Regions from separate parts of the Mus musculus genome. Here region 1 is linked to region 2. A link is a contact called in public promoter capture Hi-C data. All regions are on one chromosome and are shown on one strand. The core of a region is the stretch at or near the end of the contact, and the rest is flanking DNA. Distances in the headings are between cores, read along the strand shown. Region 1 holds the start of Rtca (RNA 3'-terminal phosphate cyclase). Region 2 has its middle 25 kb from the start of S1pr1.

What was found. Promoter capture Hi-C pulls out the DNA fragments that hold promoters and counts their contacts.
Region 1: a promoter capture Hi-C map of liver shows a contact between it and region 2, with 2.6 times the contacts expected there. The contact joins the promoter of Rtca here to the enhancer-like site in region 2. A contact is called at or near these places in 2 of 39 promoter capture datasets (liver and pre-B cells), 1 of 484 Hi-C or Micro-C datasets (pre-megakaryocyte-erythroid progenitors) and 1 of 115 datasets of contacts at active chromatin or transcription factors (effector CD8 T cells).

What each region holds. Positions count from the first base shown.
Region 1 is chr3:116,505,179-116,510,371 of GRCm38.p6, reverse strand. It overlaps Rtca (RNA 3'-terminal phosphate cyclase), which reads left to right and starts at 2,197. Exons shown (of 11, transcript NM_025517.3): 1 at 2,197-2,427; 2 at 2,521-2,621; 3 at 3,394-3,537. The coding sequence starts at 2,383.
Region 2 is chr3:115,687,220-115,691,955 of GRCm38.p6, reverse strand. No RefSeq gene overlaps it. Among named protein-coding and RNA genes, the nearest start is that of S1pr1, 25 kb to the left of the region's middle. Within about 2 kb of position 2,350, at least 141 of the 459 cell types and tissues checked have an H3K27ac peak or open chromatin away from gene starts, as enhancers often do. A contact at or near this core is called in effector CD8 T cells, liver and pre-B cells, where this site is marked.

The DNA.
Region 1 (5,193 bases), core at 948-3,447, 820 kb before region 2:
TCTGTTGTGTGCATTCATTTTTCATTGTTTTCTTATTGATTCTTCTTTTGGGGGTCAGGGTTTTACATAGCACCCCCATTTTGAATACATACAATTGTGGCCAAAAACCAAACCAAACCAAAACCCAAACAAGCAGACCTGTTGAGCTTGCTAGGCAGACTCTACCAACTGAGCTACACACCAGCCTTCTTGTTGACTTTTCTTGTTGACTTGAGTGGGAGCTCTCTAAACTATGCAGTAACTTCTACAAAAATGAGATTCCCTGCTGTTCTTTGGTTTGACAATTTCCAGTTCTCATACACACAATAACCAGAAAGTTCTAACTTCACTGATCTTGTGAGGCTTTTGATGTTAATTTTTTTTTTTAATGACATAGGCGTTATTTCTGCTTTGGGACTGTTTTAAGTAATACTGCTTTTGAAACTTTAGACAAAACCTTTTGTGAAGACACATTTTCTTTCTTTCTGTCTGTCTGTCTGTCTGTTTTTTGGTCTTTCTGTCTTTCTTCCAACCTGAGAAGAATTCCTGGGGAAATCCCAGTTCTGAGTGTCTCTGTTGCCTATACTCACTCCTTCAATGCAGGTTACAATATCACTTACAGCTTTTTGGACAGTTTCTACCTCATACTTCTATCTTGTCCACTTCCTTCTACCACCCAAGTAACAGCAGGAGTTCGGCTTTAGAAAGCATAAGCTGGGGTCGAGACTATAGCTGTTTGGTACAGTGTTTATTTGGCATGCATCAAACCTCGACATCAGCCTCCAGCACTGTGATTAATAAAAACAAAAAGGATTAGCTTTCTTCAGAGGGTGTTATATTTATGTAATAGGAATCTAATATGTATGATAATCAAGGTACCACAGGGAAGATGGCTGCTCTTCCATAGGACCCAGGTCAGATTCTCACCCGTGTGATTGGTGGCTCACAATCCTCTGGAATTCCAGTCACAGGGAATTCGATACCCTCTTCAGGCCTCTGTGTACAGATGAATGTGTACACATTATGCCCATTCACATAATAATAATTTTTAAAAAGTACAACATGTATATTCGCACAGCAGCCTTGCTTCAATGTCTTATTATTTCCTGTCTGTAAAATTATATCACTGGTATCTCCTTTTTTTAGGTTCTTAGGCCGCTAAACCATCTTCTGTACACTATAATGGGTTTGTGCCTCTCCCTTTGGTTTAGCGGACCATGAGACAAGGAAGTTTCTCTGAGTCTCATGCTAGGCCATGGGAAAAGCCGGAGTTCCCGAGCCAGCCGGGGGGCAAGTTTGTCATCCAAGAAGAGATTTTTTTTTAAAAAAAGATTTATTTATTTATTATATGTAAGTACACTGTAGCTGTCCTCAGATACCCCAGAAGAGGGCATCAGATTTCGTTACGGATGGTTGTGAGGCACCATGTGGTTGCTGGGATTTGAACTCAGGACCTTTGAAAGAACAGTCGGCGCTCTTAACCACTGAGCCATCTCGCCAGCCCCAGGAAGAGATTTTACAGTTCTAAAATCTGCTAGACCACTTTGCAGAAGAGATTGAGTCGATGGCAGGTCAGTGTTGGCCTGGACCACACCTAGATTAGGACTGCTTGCATGTGAATCACTGTTGCTCTCTACTTAAACCTAAGCTTTCCATCAGAACCCTGAAGATAGACTAGGTTTATTTATTTATTTTTTTCTCTTCCCAATGGGACCACACGTAACAGATCTCTTCTTTCTGCCTTCCATTAATACTTATTTCTTGGCTTGGCTACTGAGAAGGTGTTGGCTGAGCCTACTTTGTTAAGGCCTGCCAGGGGCCAGGCTCTGACGGTAACATTTCAAGTAACCATTCACATCTTGGAGCACGTTCCAGATTGATTTAAGTAATCTACATGCTTCCAAAATACTGTGTTAGTACAGTATCGAAATTAGGCGACAGTGATGTTTCATCACACAATTCAGCCTCATTTCCCAGTCTTTGAGGTACCCGAGGATGCTGGAGAAGGCAGTGCTTACACATGATTGGGAAAATAAAATACCAGCCTGGGGGATAACTGAAGAATGTACCTGTTGGGGGGAAAGGGCTTCTGGAGCCTGAAGGTTTTGCTGTGTCACCCCCTTGTGGCCAGCCCAGTTCCCTGCTAGTTTGGGTACACAGTCGCACAACGCCCCGCGCGGCCTCTCTGAGCGCTGGGTGGAGCGCATGCGTACAGCTGCCGGCAGGGTCCCCTGGGGAATTCGTTTCCACAGCAACAGTTTCCCGGGAGGCGCGGGTTCTTTCTCCTTCCGGCGAGCTCGGCCCGGAAGCGCACTATCAGGCCTGCGGGCTTGCGGGCGCCTCGTCTTTTGCCGGTTGCAGCAGGGACGTGGTCGCTGCCGGCCGGGCTCAGAGGCGCCCGCCATGGAGGGCCAGCGGGTGGAGGTGGACGGTGGGATCATGGAAGGGGTGAGTGTGGGACTGCTAGGGGCCGGGGCGAGCCGTGGCGGCGGGGGCCTCCATTCAACCTCTGTCATTTCTCCACCCCGGTGCTCTCTACAGGGCGGCCAGATCCTCAGGGTCTCCACCGCCCTGAGCTGCCTCCTGGGCCTACCCTTGCGCGTGCAGAAGATCCGCGCGGGCCGCAGCACGCCGGGCCTCAGGTACTGCGGGCGGGCGGGCGGGCGGGGAGTTTGGGTAGGGGGCCTGGGAGCCCGGAGATCGGAGCCCGGGTTCTAGGGGGGAGGAGGCCCGGGCGGCAATTAAGAGTGCGGCCTTTGCTCTCCGTTTCTGTCCATAGGGCAGGCCGCTAGTTGTCCTTAGGACGCCTTGAAACAGGGTAGCTTGTCCATGTTCTTGTCATGGTAGGTTTATTGTTAATTGTTCTTGCAAGATATCATCTAGTCCAGGGTAATCCGGAACTTCTCTGCTAGGGTGAATAACCTTGAACTTTCGATTCTCCTGTTTCCACCTCTCAGATGCTATAATTACAGCTGTGTGCCACCATGCCCAGTTTATGTGGTTCTGGAAATAAAACCTAAGGCCTCCTCCACACTGTGCACGCCCTCTACCCACTGAACTACATCCCTGTTCCTCTAATCTCACCCTCTCTTTTCATAAGAATAGCAGTCAAATTGTATTACCGCACCCCCTAATAGCCTCCCTTATGTTGATTGTACCTTTAAAAGGCCTGTTTAAATGATCACATTTTGTGTGGGTTGAGGCCTCAAGGTGGGAATTTAGGGATGAGGAGTACATAATTTAGGTAGTACTGGTGTCACGGGGTGGTCATTGAATGAAATCAAAAGCCCCAGACAAAGTTCTCCTGTTGGAAGACATCACACTTGTTTTCTGGCCATTGCTTTTGTAACTGTCATAGAGTGGGGTATAGGCAGTCTGATGGCACACGTTTTGATGCAGTCTTATGACCTGAAGGCCTCAGCATTTATCTGGACTGGAAATGGTTCGTGATTTGTGTGGCGGGCACCTGGAGGGAGCAGAAATCGGCTCAACAGAGATAACCTTTACCCCCGAGAAGATCAGAGGTGGAGTCCACACGGCAGATACCAAGACAGCAGGGTATGTATGTCTCACTCAGTCCTCCATTCAGACCTGGGTTCAGATGTAGATTCTTTGGCTTCGAGGGAGTGCTCTTTGGACCTTTTGAGGTTCAGTTTTCTCCCTTTTTAAAATGTAAATGATAAGCCTGCTTGTTTAGTTGTAGCTGTTATTATTTACAGATTTCTTTTTGGTTTTTGTAAGGCAAGGTCTCCCTGTAAGTGAACACTAATGTTGAACTCATCCCGCCTGTCCCTGTCCCTACTGCCCCCACCCCCAGGGGCTGAGATTGCAGGCCTGTGTCACTACTATACCTGGTTTTCCCTTATTGTCTTAGTAAGTACCCATGTAACTCTAGAAAGTGTCGGAGGCTCGCCTTGCATGCCCAAGGTCCTGGGTTCCATCTCCTGCTGTGCAGGGAGATGCTGACTCTAAACATCCCAGCTGTCCCGGTTACCCCTCCCCCCTGGGGATGGAGCTGGACCGAGTTCAGTGCTTGATTAGTGTAAAGTTGCCGTGTCCAGTTCCCACTACCAGAAAATAAACAAAACAAGAGTCATAAAAAACCCCACCCAAACACACTCAGCCTCCTGGGAAATGGGTGGCTTAACAAACTGCTAAGAGCCCCTCCTAGCGTCCCACGATGACAGACTGTGGAGAGGAAGCAGCGTTTGCTTGCTTTTGTGCACTGTTTGGTTGATTGCATCCTTATTTTGCGTCTGGTACTGGAGTGCTAGCCCACTGCCTCAAGAATTCTGGCCAGGTTCGTTGCCTGAGGTTCATCCCCAGCCCCCGATTGCTTCTTAAAGTAACCTTTTTTTAAACTGCAATGCTCTGTTATGAAGCATTTGACAGAGTAAGACATTATATTATAAACCTTTTGACAGCCCAGAAATAACTTTAAATGAATTATGGTTCTTTTAGGAAGATGTTTAATAACCCATGGTATCGGACCTATGGTATAAGCAGACTTCTTGGCAAAGGCACCTGTGATTAGGTTTAAAATGAGATCTGTCAAGTGGGAATGTTCCTAAGGCAAGGAAAAGAATTTGACGTGTCTTTTCATTAGTACATTGTTATTTTATACAAAAAAGAAAAAGTCATAGTTATAATTAAGACAGTCGCAAAATTTGAAGCTGAAAGAGAAAGCATTTGTTCTAAAACTTCCATATTGTAAATTAGGAAGTCAAACCCCATTGGTGTTAAGTGACTTAGCCTCCGTCTTGGAGTCAGGGTAAGAAGTGACATTAGAATTTAAGTCTTTTGCCTCCTAATCCCCCCCCTTCCCCAAACAGGGTTTTAAAGTGTAACCCTGGAACTCACTCTGAAGACCAGGCTGGCCTTGAACCCACAGACATCCCCCTTCTCGTCTCCCGAGTGCTGGGATTAATGGCGTGTGCCACCACCACCTGACTATGCCTCCTAACTTTTAGAAATATTATTTATTGTATTTGTTTGTGCGTGCACACACACATACACGCACATGCATGTGCATGCTCCTGTGTATACACACATGTACACATGTATAAACATTCATGCTTTGGAGTGTGTGTGAAGGTCAGGGGAAAACCTATGTGACTAACTCTGTTTATTGTGATTGGTTTTATTTTCAAGAACAGCAATTCATTTTAAAAATCTGACTAGATACTTCATTTTTAAAAACACTTCACATTCTGT
Region 2 (4,736 bases), core at 1,101-3,600:
CCTCTCCCCTTTCTTCCCCTCTCCTTCTCCCTCTTTCTTCCTTTTTCTTTGTGTGTGTGTGTGTGTGTGTGTGTGTACTTTGCTTGATTATTTTTGATTCATGATCTTACTACATAGCCCAGACTAGCCTCAAACTACTAACCAGCCCACAAAGGGCAAGCTTTTGTATCATGTCTTCATACAGCTTTCACCCGAGTAAATTTGAGTGACGAGTAGGTGGCCTTCCCTCCTTGCCCCTCCACACTTCCCTGTAGTAAAAACCCTGTGAAGTCTCTAAGACAACTGCTTCATAGAAATGCTCAAGAAATCCCTTTACCAAGTGTGTGTGAAACTTGGCTTTTGGAAAGTTTGAAGTAGGACATTGATCTGTCTCCTGTTCTACTGGAGTTAGCTCAAGTTTTCCTCTGGGCAAACCATTGCCTAAGGCAGACTATTGCAAAGAATCTTACCCAAGAAGCAAAGGAGTAACATATTTTACATTTTAACTTTTTACCACTGTTGTAAAACTGTGGCTGTGGGCTTCTAGAAACCCACTGTTGAGCAGCTTTAGATGGCCTGACTATAAATAGATATTGGTGGTCCTGGAACTTCTATTGCTTGTGCAGGGATGTGGAATGGTGGCAGAGTGCACGATTTTAAGTCATCCCTTTGCTTATTGAGTTGGTGCAGTTAGTGGTCTGCAATACATTCCAAAAAGCATCTACCCAACAGTCACGAGGATGATAGGTCAGTAGTGGGCAATACATGGTTCTTAGGGGACTAAAGGCAGCCCAAGACAATTGGATTCTGGATCGTCAACATTCTGCCCTATAGAGAAGTTCTAAACAGCTTTGTATGTATATAGGAATAGCTTTGGGGGGGGGGCGGGGAGAGCTTTGGTTCACATTAAAAATCGAAGTGGAAGCTCATTATGGTGACATAGGCCTTTACCAGCACTTGGGAGGCAGAAGCAGGTTGATCTCTGAGTTTGAGGCCAGCTTAGTGTACAGAGGAAGTTCCAAGACAGCCAAGGCTACACACACACAAAAACCCTTTCTCAAAACAACAATAGCAACAACAAACAAATGAACAAACAAACACACAAATGAATAAATAAGGAGTCATGTATGCTAAAGTTTCATCAAGTAGAAAACCAAGATGTTAGACCTTTGAAAAACTAGGATTGTTGAATTTTACTTGACCTGACAGTGAAGTTTCCATCACATAGAAGAAATTCCCTGGGCAATGTGATGTTAGTGAACTTTTGTTCCCATTGTACTCCCATGCCTGCCCTGGAAGGGAAAGTAACTTTAAAATCCCCAACACCCTCTTGTTGTACAGGTGCCTGCAGCTTAAATTTTAAAACTTAAATTTTAATCTGTCTTACATGTGTGCCAGGAACCAAACTTGGGTCTTCTGGAAGACAAGCAAGTGCTGAGTTCTCTCAAGCTCCCCACTTAAGATTTTGAAAAGTGCTTGCCTATCATGTAGGAAATCTTGGTTTTAATCAACAACCTGTTGTAAACTGCCTACCACCCAAGAGGTAAAGGCAGGACGGTCAGAGTTCTGACCTGCGTGAGGCTTTGTCAACAAACAAACAAACAAACAAAGTTTAAATTTTTTCTTTTGAAATCCCCTATGGTAAAACACACACACACACACACACACACACACACACACACACACACACACACACACACACACAGGCAGGTCTATTGATATACACAATGCACACTGAATCCCTGTCTCTTTGTTCTTCTAACACTCTTATTGTTGTTTGGTTGCTTGAGAAAGACTCTCTCTCACAGGCCAGGTTGAACTTGAGCTCACTGGGTAGCTGAGGATCACCTTGAACTCCTTTTGTTTTTACCTCCCTCCTGTGCCACCCACCTAGCTTCCGCTGGCTCCTTTCACCAGGACTCTCACTCCTTCATTCTGTGTATCTTTGTGTGTTCAATCCTTTCCATGGTCTTTACTGCTGTGTAATCTTTGAGGCATTGCTTACAGACTGAGGAAGTTCTTTATCCTTGGAATCTCTTCTGCTGGGGAAAGAAAGTGAGGATTAAAAAGTTTATTGTTTGAAGTTCCCAAGCTAGTCATTGCCATGGTGGGGACTGGAATTCTGGCTTTGCTGACTTGCAAGCCGTTGTCACAAACAACACTTGGAGAACTCTGGAAGAAGATGTCAGGTGACCTGAGTTATGCTGTAATGACTCTAAACTGGAAACTTAAACATTTCGGACTGGTTTTGAAACCATGACTTGTGTCTGCTTTTCAATCCGCTGTGTTGAATGGAAGACAGAGGAACTGGGTTGGTAAGGGTCAGTCTTTGATGCCTTTTCTCTTCGCAGCGCTGACTCATGGTCTGCTGACAGCCTTTGTGATCTCAGTGTTGGTAAAGAAGGCGGGCATTGCAAGTCAGGAAACGGGAAGACTCACATCTCAGCCAGCCACTTAAAAAAACAAAAAACCAAAAAACTCAAAAGAGCTAGCAGCAGAGGTCTTCGGAGTATTTTGGTTCCAGCTATTTTCCTGTGCTAACTTAACACTTCCTCTTCTGCCCTTCGGTTTGTTTCTTGCAGCTAATTTTCCCCATTCCTTTGTGCTATTGTTTCCTTTAGAATCTACACTTCTGTTTTTCTTCTCTTTTTCATAGTCAACTTATTTTATTTCTTGCAGCCATCATTTATCTATATGACATCAAGTTTTATAGTTCTTTTGTTTAATTTTTAATTTTTGAAATTAAAGTATAATTACATTGTTTTCTCCTTTTCCTTTCCTCTCGCCAACCTCTCCCATGTGCTGCCCTTCCACTCCCTCAAATTCACGGTCTCTGGCTCTTTCTCTTTAATTGTTGACACATACATATGTACATATCCATATACTTCTAAATATACAAACACAATCTGCTTAGTCTGTATAATGTATGTATATGATTTTAGGGCTGAGCACGTTTTAAAAATGACACCTCTTGCTATGTAGTCCTAGCTGATGTTAGGCAGCTTCTGATGTGCAGTTAATTCACTATAATATTATATAGTTGGGTCACTTGGCTATTCAAGCACATTCTGACTTAATATTAATGCAAAGGTATAGGATAATTCATGCCTTTCTGCACTAAGAATAACTGTTTATGGGGAAATTAAACTAGAGGACAGATCACTCAAAACCTGTGCAAGTTTTGTAATTTGAAATCTCAAACCCTGTTAATGACATGAAATACTGAAATATGTTGAATCCTTAAATCATGAATCCTGTAGTAAGTTTAGACTTTTCCTTTGGTGGTGGTGGGAAGGTGGGGTGGGGGGGAAAGGATCAGGAAGAGTCGTGAAATAAGCACTCTAATGGAGTAGTAGCTAAATGAGACAAGAGGAAATTTAAGGAAATTGTCATCATACACCATCCCCATGCTTTGTTATTGTCTTAATCAGGGTTTCTATCCCTGCACAAACATCATGACCAAGAAGCAAGTTGGGGAGGAAAAGGTTTATTCAGCTTACACTTCCACATTGCTACTTACCACCAAAGGAAGTCAGGACTGGAACTCAAGCAGGTCAGGAAGCAGGAGCTGATGCAGAAGCCATGGAGGGATGTTCTTTACTGGTTTGCTTCCCCTGGCTTGCTCAGCTTGCTTTCTTACAGAACCCAAGACTACCAGCCCAGGGATGGCACCACCCACAATGGGACCTCCTCCCCTGATCACTAATTGAGAAAATGCCTTACGGCTGGATCTCATGGAGGCATTTCTTCAAGGGAGCTCCTTTCTCTGTGATAACTCCAGCTTGAGTCAAGTTGACACACAAAACCAGTCAGTACAGTTATATGACCACAGTTGCCTGCAAGTGTGAAACATATCATGTTAGGAAAAGTTGGAAGTGAACCCATATGATTTCTCAGGGTATTAACATGATTCCCTTGGTCACCTGTTAAGTGTGAGCTGACTCTGGCTTTTGTCTCCACTGAATACTGGGATCCTGAACAGGACACCACACCCTGCTTTGTTGTTGCTACGGTTGTTCTGTGAGGTTTCGCTAAAAGTTCATCAGTGGGTTAGAGGAAAAACTGGAGATTTTGTTTTAGCCTCTCACTTGGAGTGTGGGGACACATATCTATATGTATGGTTATGTACATGCATATCTATGGAAATTAGTAAAGGGACAAATGTAGAGCTATGTTGACAATAATTAACTGACTATTATGAGACAGGTAATAGAAAGGATTTGAATATTCCCAACCCAAAGAAAAGATGCAAATTAAAGATGATGATCTGGCTGTAGCATGCTGTGTGCATGTATTGAAATGATACTGCACATGGGGGGGGTGTTGAATGAGAAATGTATCCTATTAGGTCCTTTAGGTACTGGGAAACTTGATCCCAATGTGATGGTGTCGGCTGGGGAGGCGATGGAGCCTTCCTGTAGGGAAGTGCATCACTGGAGGTGGAGTGTGGGAATTCCTAGTTTTCAGTTCACTCACTCTGATTCACAGTTGCTGTTGAAGACATGACCTCTCAGGTTCCTGCTGCCATGCCTCCCTGCCAGGAACATCACCCCACAAATCAGAAGGATCACTGTGTGCCAATTAAACAAACACTTTTTTAAAAAAAAGAATGCCTAGTTATTTATGATGAGCCACTTCTCCACATTCTCTTGAATACAAATGGATTTTTCTATTAGGTTGAAAATGATGATTCACAGTGGTTATAGATTAATGTGGAGGAATAAAAGGGGAGTCCACAGTAGCAAGTTAAACTACAC